Regions from separate parts of the Mus musculus genome. Here region 1 is linked to region 2. Evidence: chromatin contacts called from public HiChIP or PLAC-seq data. All regions are on one chromosome and are shown on one strand. Each heading gives the region's core, a stretch centred on a gene start, on an enhancer-like site or on the middle of the called end of the contact. The rest is flanking DNA. Distances are from core to core; before and after follow the strand shown.

The links. HiChIP or PLAC-seq counts read pairs in DNA pulled down with a chosen protein or histone mark.
Region 1: an H3K27ac HiChIP or PLAC-seq map of embryonic stem cells shows a contact between it and region 2, with 2.6 times the contacts expected there. The contact joins the enhancer-like site here to the promoter of Arhgef4 in region 2. A contact is called at or near these places in 2 of 39 promoter capture datasets (the 3T3-L1 cell line and stem cell-derived epiblast-like cells), 1 of 484 Hi-C or Micro-C datasets (nephron progenitors), 1 of 115 datasets of contacts at active chromatin or transcription factors (embryonic stem cells) and 3 of 9 other capture datasets (adipose tissue, liver and pancreatic islet).

The regions. Positions count from the first base shown.
Region 1 is chr1:34,858,409-34,862,282 of GRCm38.p6, forward strand. Plekhb2 (pleckstrin homology domain containing, family B (evectins) member 2) reads left to right here. Exons shown (of 8, transcript NM_145516.2): 2 at 3,465-3,509. The coding sequence starts at 3,473. Among named protein-coding and RNA genes, the nearest start is that of Plekhb2, 10 kb to the left of the region's middle. Within about 2 kb of position 1,868, at least 13 of the 459 cell types and tissues checked have an H3K27ac peak or open chromatin away from gene starts, as enhancers often do. A contact at or near this core is called in adipose tissue and embryonic stem cells, where this site is marked.
Region 2 is chr1:34,676,789-34,680,431 of GRCm38.p6, forward strand. Arhgef4 (Rho guanine nucleotide exchange factor (GEF) 4) reads left to right here and starts at 1,394. Exons shown (of 14, transcript NM_001368773.1): 1 at 1,394-1,474. The coding sequence starts at 1,436.

The DNA.
Region 1 (3,874 bases), core at 618-3,117, 180 kb after region 2:
CACTGTATACACATAAACCAGATTACAGCCCCAAGGTTCAGGTTTAAATAGAAGGTTAGGAAGCATTTGTGCATAGCCCAGCAGTTCTGGTCCAGGTCTGCAGCATTGGCTCATCATTGGTAGAACACCATCCAGCTCCGAGTGGAATCTCTCTGGGAGACTTGCCTCCCCTGTGGCAGAATCAGGCTTCAACCTTTTCCTGCCAGCATGAGACTCCCCGAAAAACTCCATTTCTCCAGAGACCATTGTTCTCAAAGCGTTGTGATCAGGAGTGGAGTTCAGGATTCGGTTGTGTTGTTTTCTCTGGGGTGGAGGGCCTGGGCTGTGCCCCATGCTGCTTTTGGCCTGATAGAAACCTGGAAACAGAGGTTGTGTGTGGAGGGGCACTGCCCAGGAGACCAGAAGACAAAACGGCTGTTTACTTCCTTATTCTGCCCTGAGTCACATGGCCTCACACCCCAGCTCCACTGCCTCCGGAGATACGCCCAGCAGCTGGCCGACTGTCCTCTGACCTGGGTGGAGAGCTGTAAGGTGTCATGGGGTGTACCCATTGACAGGGCTTCTTCTGACCTTCCTTGTAGACACTGTGTAAGTGAGAGCCTGCCTGACAAGCCCTGGCACAGTCCTCAGCTTGTGAACACCAGGGTCAGATCCCCAGGGCTGTTACCTTAGCAGCTCATGTTCAAGCTGCCTTCAAGCCTGCTCCTAGCTTTTCTAGTCCCAGGACTCCCGAGCCCTCCATCGGAAGTCAGGCAGAAGTCTGGTCCTTTCGGTTGTAAGCCTAGCCTTTTGTCCTAGCATGCATACCTAACATCATAAGTAGTAAATCCAACATGCATCCCTATCAACACGCTGCTTTCATGAGAGAGGCCTATAGGCAAGTCTGTGGGCCTTTGGGCAAGTCTGTGGGCCTATGGGCAAGTCTGTGGGCCTATGGGCAAGTCTGTGGGCCTATGGGCAAGTCTGTGGGCCTATGGGCAAGTCTGTGGGCCTATGGGCAAGTCTGTGGGCCTATGGGCAAGTCATTGACTTGCTTATGATTGTTATGGAGGGCCCGGCTCTCAAGCAAGAGAAGCAAGCCAGTAAGTAGCATTCTCCTGAGGCTTCTGCTTCAGTTCGTACCTCCAGGTTCCTGCCTTGGCTTCCTTCAAGGGACTGTGATCCTGCATGTGTAAGCCAAAAAAGCCCTTTCCTCACCAAGTTGCTTTTGGTCAGTGTGTTTATCACAGTAGCAGGAAACAAACTAAGATGCATTTTCTAGCGGGGCCGCAGTCTAAACTTTAACGCTTAAGCACCGTCCAGCCTTCACTAGTAGGACTTTTTCTTCTCCTTTCCTTTCCCCTTTCTCCTTTCCCCCTTCCCCTTTCCTGCAGGACAGTGACACCCACTTGTAGGGTGGGCTGTTCCACTTTAGGTAATCTAATCTGCAAATTCAGACATGCCTGGAGGTCTTGAGGCAGGTGATTCTAGGTCCCATCAAGCTGATTGACCATCGGGATTAACCACATCACAGATGGGTTTTGGGATTAGCCCAGTTGGTAAACACAGCTGTCTTCAGGGTCAGCTGCCTTTGAGCTCCTCCCCCATCCCGTCACAAGATGGCAGCCAGTAGCGGTGGGTGGGTATGTCTCTGTTCACAATCTCTTGGAAAAAAAGATGGAGGCTGGTTTTGTGGATTCAGCTTGTGATTGTGTGCTACTTTGAAAAAGAGAGATGAAGAGATCCAATCACAGCCTCCAACTCCCACCAGGCTGTCTTCTCCGTCCCAACGTGAAGTTTAGGTTTAAGTAGAGGACTAGACATATGCATAGCTTTCCTGGTCAAGGGGTTGTCTCAGCCGGCACTGACCAGTCTCAGGGTGGTCTGATTCGCTGTCAGACCGTGGAGATTCTCTTTCCAGAGTAGTTCCCCTTCTGGCTCTACCAGGCATCGGCCTGTCCTTTCCAGAATGAGATCCCTGGGAAAATCTCAATTCCGCATGGTGTCTTGTTTCACAGTCTGATGGCCAAAGGGAGGGACTCCAAGTCATTTTGGAATCTCTTTATCCTGCCAGGCCTTCTACACTGCAACACTTCCTCCTGGCTAGGCATTGAAGTTTGCCAGGCCGATGGGGAAAACTGCGAACTCTGCATCTGAGTTTTGTCTTCTGAGTTGAGAAGGAACTGACTATCTTCTTTAATTTTTTATATCTAATTTACATTTAAATTTACAGATTGATTGATGATTGATCGTGTATGTGCACACACACACCCTGACATGCATGCCAAGGTCAGAGGACAACCTGAGGGAGTTGGATTTCTCTTGCCTCCCTCTGTGTCTTAGAGATCATACTACTGACTTCAGGCTTTGCCGCAGGCCCTGTTGCCTACTGAACCCTCTTCCTGACCCAAACTGGGTATTTTAAGAGTTTGTTCTTGTTTGTTTTATGGCTCTGTGTGTGTGTGTGTGTGTGTGTGTGTGTGTGTGTGTGTGTGTGTGAGAGAGAGAGAGAGAGAGAGAGAGTGTGTGTGTGTGTGTGTGAGACGTCATTGCTGCCATCTGTTAATGGTCTTCCTCATTTGTCATTAGTCTTTTGACACTCCTTCACCTATACAGATATCCTTTGTTTTTAAAGTTATGCCTATTATTACTGTGGAGGGACACACTTGTGCTGTGGTGCACATGTTGGGGGTTAGAGAACAACTCCTCGGAGTCAGTTTTCCTCTGGCGTGTGGGTGCTAGGAATTGCCATTACCTGTTACTAAACCTCACTGGCCCAGGGCGGTTTTTAGTTTTTGTTTTCATTTTAGCTGTATGAGTGTTTTGTTGTGTGTGTGTGTGTGTGTGTGTGTGTGTTTTAAGTGCACCATGTGCATGCAGTGGCTGTGGAGGAGAGAAGAGGGGGTCAGATCCCCTGAAACTGGAGTTCCAGGTGGTCGTAAACTGCCACCCAGAACAACACCTGGGGCCTCTGAGAAGCAGGAAGGATTGGGTCATCTATTTTATGGAATTAAATCTCTCAGTGTTTTTCTTGAAGGCCCAAGGTTTTCTGCCTTGAACTAGCTACTCATCTGATAACAGTGAGGGATGACTAGACTTGTGAGTCTGTGGAACATATCAGCGTTGGGCCGAGGCAGCTGGACTCCAGGTCTTTAGGACACTTGGATGTGTCGTGAGAAGGCTCAAGTCCGTAGCGGAGTCAAGCCTTAGTATTTCTGGAGCTGCCCTGAGCCTGTTGGGACTCAGGAGGTGGGAGGAAGGGTGGGTGGTATAGACCCGTGGAGAAGGCTTTGATAAATATCAGGTAGTGTGAGGTCACACGGCTTTGGGTTGTTCCTCAGCTCCCTCAGGAGAGGGGAGAGGGGAGAAGGGGAGAAGGGAAGAGTGGGGAGGGAAGAGGGGAGAGGGGAGGGGTTGAAAAGAGCCAGATGAACCGTTCTTTTCCTGACTCTTGATCCTGACCCTGTCTGCTCTCTCTCCTGCAGCTGGAGAGATGGCGTTCGTGAAGAGTGGATGGTTACTTCGGCAGAGTGAGTAGAGACATCTGAGAACCCTAAAACAGATCATGTCTGCCAATGGTCACGTCTGGTTACTACTGTTGCCGTGCATCTCCTCTGGGAATCTTTAGGGCTCTGTGACGGTCCTCAAGAAACCATGGAGCTAATAGAAACCATGGAGCTAATAGGAACCAGGAAGCAGGGAGGGCTCTGCCCCCCCCCCCCGCCCCCGTGCTTTATTACTAACGGGGTATTTATTGAGGTGGCTGGGTCTGAGCACGCTTGGCTTCCTGGTCTTTGGCCTGTGTGTGTAGGAAATGGCATGTCCTATCTGGAGCCCGAGAAGGGTCAGTGGGGAGACCTGCCTTGGTGGGTGCACGAGTTTAGCAAATCTTTGT
Region 2 (3,643 bases), core at 144-2,643:
TGAAAGGAAGTGGAGAAGCAGATGCTGTTTGAACATAGGAGAAATATACTACACTCCAACTGTCACCTAGGTAATATGCTAATGATCACTGGGGTAGGACTTCAGTGAGGGATGCAGGCTTGGGCTGTGAGGGATGCAGTGAGGGATGCCCAGAGCCAGTGTGGACAGATGCTCAACCTTCATGGGATGCTTGATCCCATCAAATGCAGTACAATGCTCACAAACTCTTGCCTCTGTACTTCTGCAGAAATTTAGAATACTCTATTTCTGTTTTACAACTATTTTTTTAAAAAAAATGGTGTGTGTGTGTGTGTGTGTGTGTGTAGGTTTGAGTGTGTTAAAGCTGCGTTTATATAAAGATGACTATAACTCAGGTTGGCCTCACTGGAACTGTTATTAACATTTTCTTTTTGTGTTATGAAATTATAACTAGGGGCCAGGGAGATGGCTCGGTTGTTAAGAGAACTTGATGTACAAGTGAGAGGATTTGAGTTTGGATCCCAGCCCCCACATAAAAATCGGGGTGTGGCCACGCCTGCCCATAACTCCTTTCCTGAGTCAGAGGAACCTGGCAGAGATAGGATGGAGAGCTGGGCTTGACAGCCAGCCAGTCAGCCATTCCAGCAGAAAAACCAGCCCCATACGCAGTGAGAGATTGTCTCCAAGGGGAAAGTCGGGAAGCAAAAGCCAAGTCCCGGAACATCCTCCTGTGGTGTGCATATGCTTGTGCACAAACACACAAATGAACCTAAAAAACTGATGACTCGTCAAAAACGGGACTCTAGAGCCCCTGTGTCCTGGTCACCTGCTTCTGTCTCACCACGCTGCGCCAGCTTCCAGGACTCTCCTCACCTTTCCTCCAGTCACATCTATCAGAGAACAACTGGAAAGGCGGGGAAAGGGGAGCAAGAAGTGGGCTCTGGGTCAAGACTTAGTTAGGTACAGGGGTTTGAGTCCACAATTGCCCAGTTCTAGCTTTGTGAGTACAGACTGCGCGCAGCTTCTGTTTCCTCAACTACTAAAGTATTGCGTTAACGTCTTGAAGGTTCTCAACGCTTGACTAAGCTGTGAGGTGGAAAGGGAGGTGGCTGCTTCCAATAGGACCACGGTCAGGCACTAGTCATAGGACTGTGTGCCAGACAGACCTAGGGGATCAAAGGGTGGAGGTAAGCGTGCCAGTGAGCCGCAGATAGACCGCTGTGGATCCACTTGCCCTTTTCTTACTTAGACTACGCTCAGATTCCTAGTGGGCAGGCGGGACCAGTGTTTGGACAAGTCCCTGCGGACTCGCACGTGCCCGGCGTGGCCCGGTTGCGGAGGCGGGGCTCCTCGGCGGTCCAGGGCAGACCATGGGGCGGGGCGCGGGGTGGCGTCCGGAGCTCGGCTCGCCAGCGCAGTCAGGAGCAGCGGGTGGCCGTAGTGCCCGGGCAGCACCATGCTCGGTGTGGTGCACTTCCTTCGCAGCTTCTTTAAGGTGAGAGACGTGGTCCCGGGGATTCAAAACCGGGTTTGCTTGCAGAGTTTTGCTGGGGTTGCTGAAGGGGCAGCCGCGCACGCCGCTGCGCCCTGGGCTGTTTGTGGGTGCCTAAGAGGTACCCAAGAACGATCCGCGCGGCAGTCGCAGCTTCTCGATGGATGTGCTGGATCTGGAGGTGGTGGCCTGCCCGAGTGTGGCCTTGGGGACTGCGGGGACGGGGGGAGAAAGAGGCGCACAGGGGATTATAGGCTCCGGGGAGGGGGAAAGTGGACTTGACCGAGGCTGGAGAGACTGGTGAGAGCCCGGGCACTCCTGGGTTTCTCCCAGTCTTGGCTGGGTAGCTGGGCAGCTGGAGCTACCCAGGAAGTGGTTGCTATTGTAGTTACCTGGATATATCAGAGGGAGAATCTCGGTTGGGGCACCTTCGTGAACAAGTGCCTAAGACTCCGTACCGGAATCGGAACTTAGTAGAAGAGCTGAGTCCTTGACTGGGGTCGGTCGATCGTGGAGACCCCACTATACTGGGATGCTACCACGTCTCTTAACCACACAGGGATCTTGGGGTGGGCAGCCGGCTGCAGGGTACTGGCAGAGGGGTAGCTGGTTGCAGGTTGCCAAGTCCCACCTCTCCAAGTGAGCAGTGTGGGAGGTGGGAATGTGACCTGACTTTAGGACCAAGGCTTCAAGAATCCGGAAGTGTCAGCTGGAGGCCAGCAGGAGGAAGCGCAGGGAAAGGCTGGCAGGTGATGGCTGCGGGTGAGGCAGAGTCTTCTGGTCCTGAGAGCTCTGAGCCGGGGGTGGGGGTGGGGTGGGGGTGGGGGTGAGCAGGTGACCCAGACCCATACGGGATAGAAGGAACTCTGCCTGACCTCAGCCTTTGCCTCTGCCATTTGGAAGGCCTGCCTACCTGTAACCACCTTAGTGGTTACAATACAACCATAGAGGAAGAGAATGAGGGATGGGGAGAGGGGACTTTCTGGGGCTCCGCATCGAGGTGGGGGAAGGGCGAGCATGCCTGGCTCGCTGTTTTGTGCTGTTCAGACTCTTGGAATGATGACCCTGCCACAGAATCCCAAGCTATACGGTGGATCTTGGAATAATCATTTAAGCACTTTGGGGTTTGTTTTCCTGTTTGGAAAAGTGTGGTTAATTCGTTTTGTTCCTTTCGGGTGAGGGTCTTAAGGCAACAGGTGGGTGGAGTTTTTGTGAGCTGGGGACCTTGGTTCTTCCTCAGTTATGACTGTAGGTAACAGTAAGCAACGGGTGACTTAGGTCACAAGTCAGCTAGACAGAATCTCCAGGTCTTGCTTGCCTTAGCTCAGGGGACGGACTGTGTAGCCTATGGGGAGGTGGCTAGCAATTCTGGGACAGCTTGCCTGTTTGCTAACCAGACCTGGGAACTGGGGACAGGATGTCCTCACATTTCCCTCTTACTCACTGTCCTGTCCCTGGACCCTCTTACCATATCCCATGTATATAGAGGACAGGATGGATGTGCCTTGCAGGCTCTCCCCTGGGAGGAGCTGAAGGCCACCGCACCCATTTATGGCTGCGCAGGTACAGTTTACAGAGACACGTGTGAATACGGATTACACTTTTGCTTCCACAGACACTGGTGATGTGGGAAGGTGACAGATGCCACTGGCTCTAGTGGGCTTCTGAAAGAATTACCTGGTGACTGGCACCTGATTGTCAACCTCAGTGTCTCAAGTTGAATTGTTCACAGAGCCATAGCTAATCTCTCTTGAGTCCCAGGAGGAACGGTGCCTCAGATGGCCAAAGCCCAGGTAGATAAGCTTTCTGCTGGGCCCATCTTCAGATTGTGCTGCACTCAAACCTGCTACAAACGTGTCAGGCACAATTTAGTTCAGGTAGCCAGCCAGAGAGCTCACACTTGCTATGGACCCCCACAGAGCACAACCTTTGGTGGTAGCAGGAGGGATATGCACTGTGTCAGAAGGCCAGAGCCCTGCCCTGCAGGCCACCATTCTGCATGTCCCTTTCAAGGGGAGTACCCTAGAGTGCTAGAGACAACTGGGTGTCCCAGCTCTCCACCAAAGTGGTAGATCTCTCTGTCTTCATTAAACTTGTCCTATGTCTAATACAACATCCAAGGCCTCACAGTACAATGCCATAGACCACCAAGAGGCCATCGGGGACAGTATC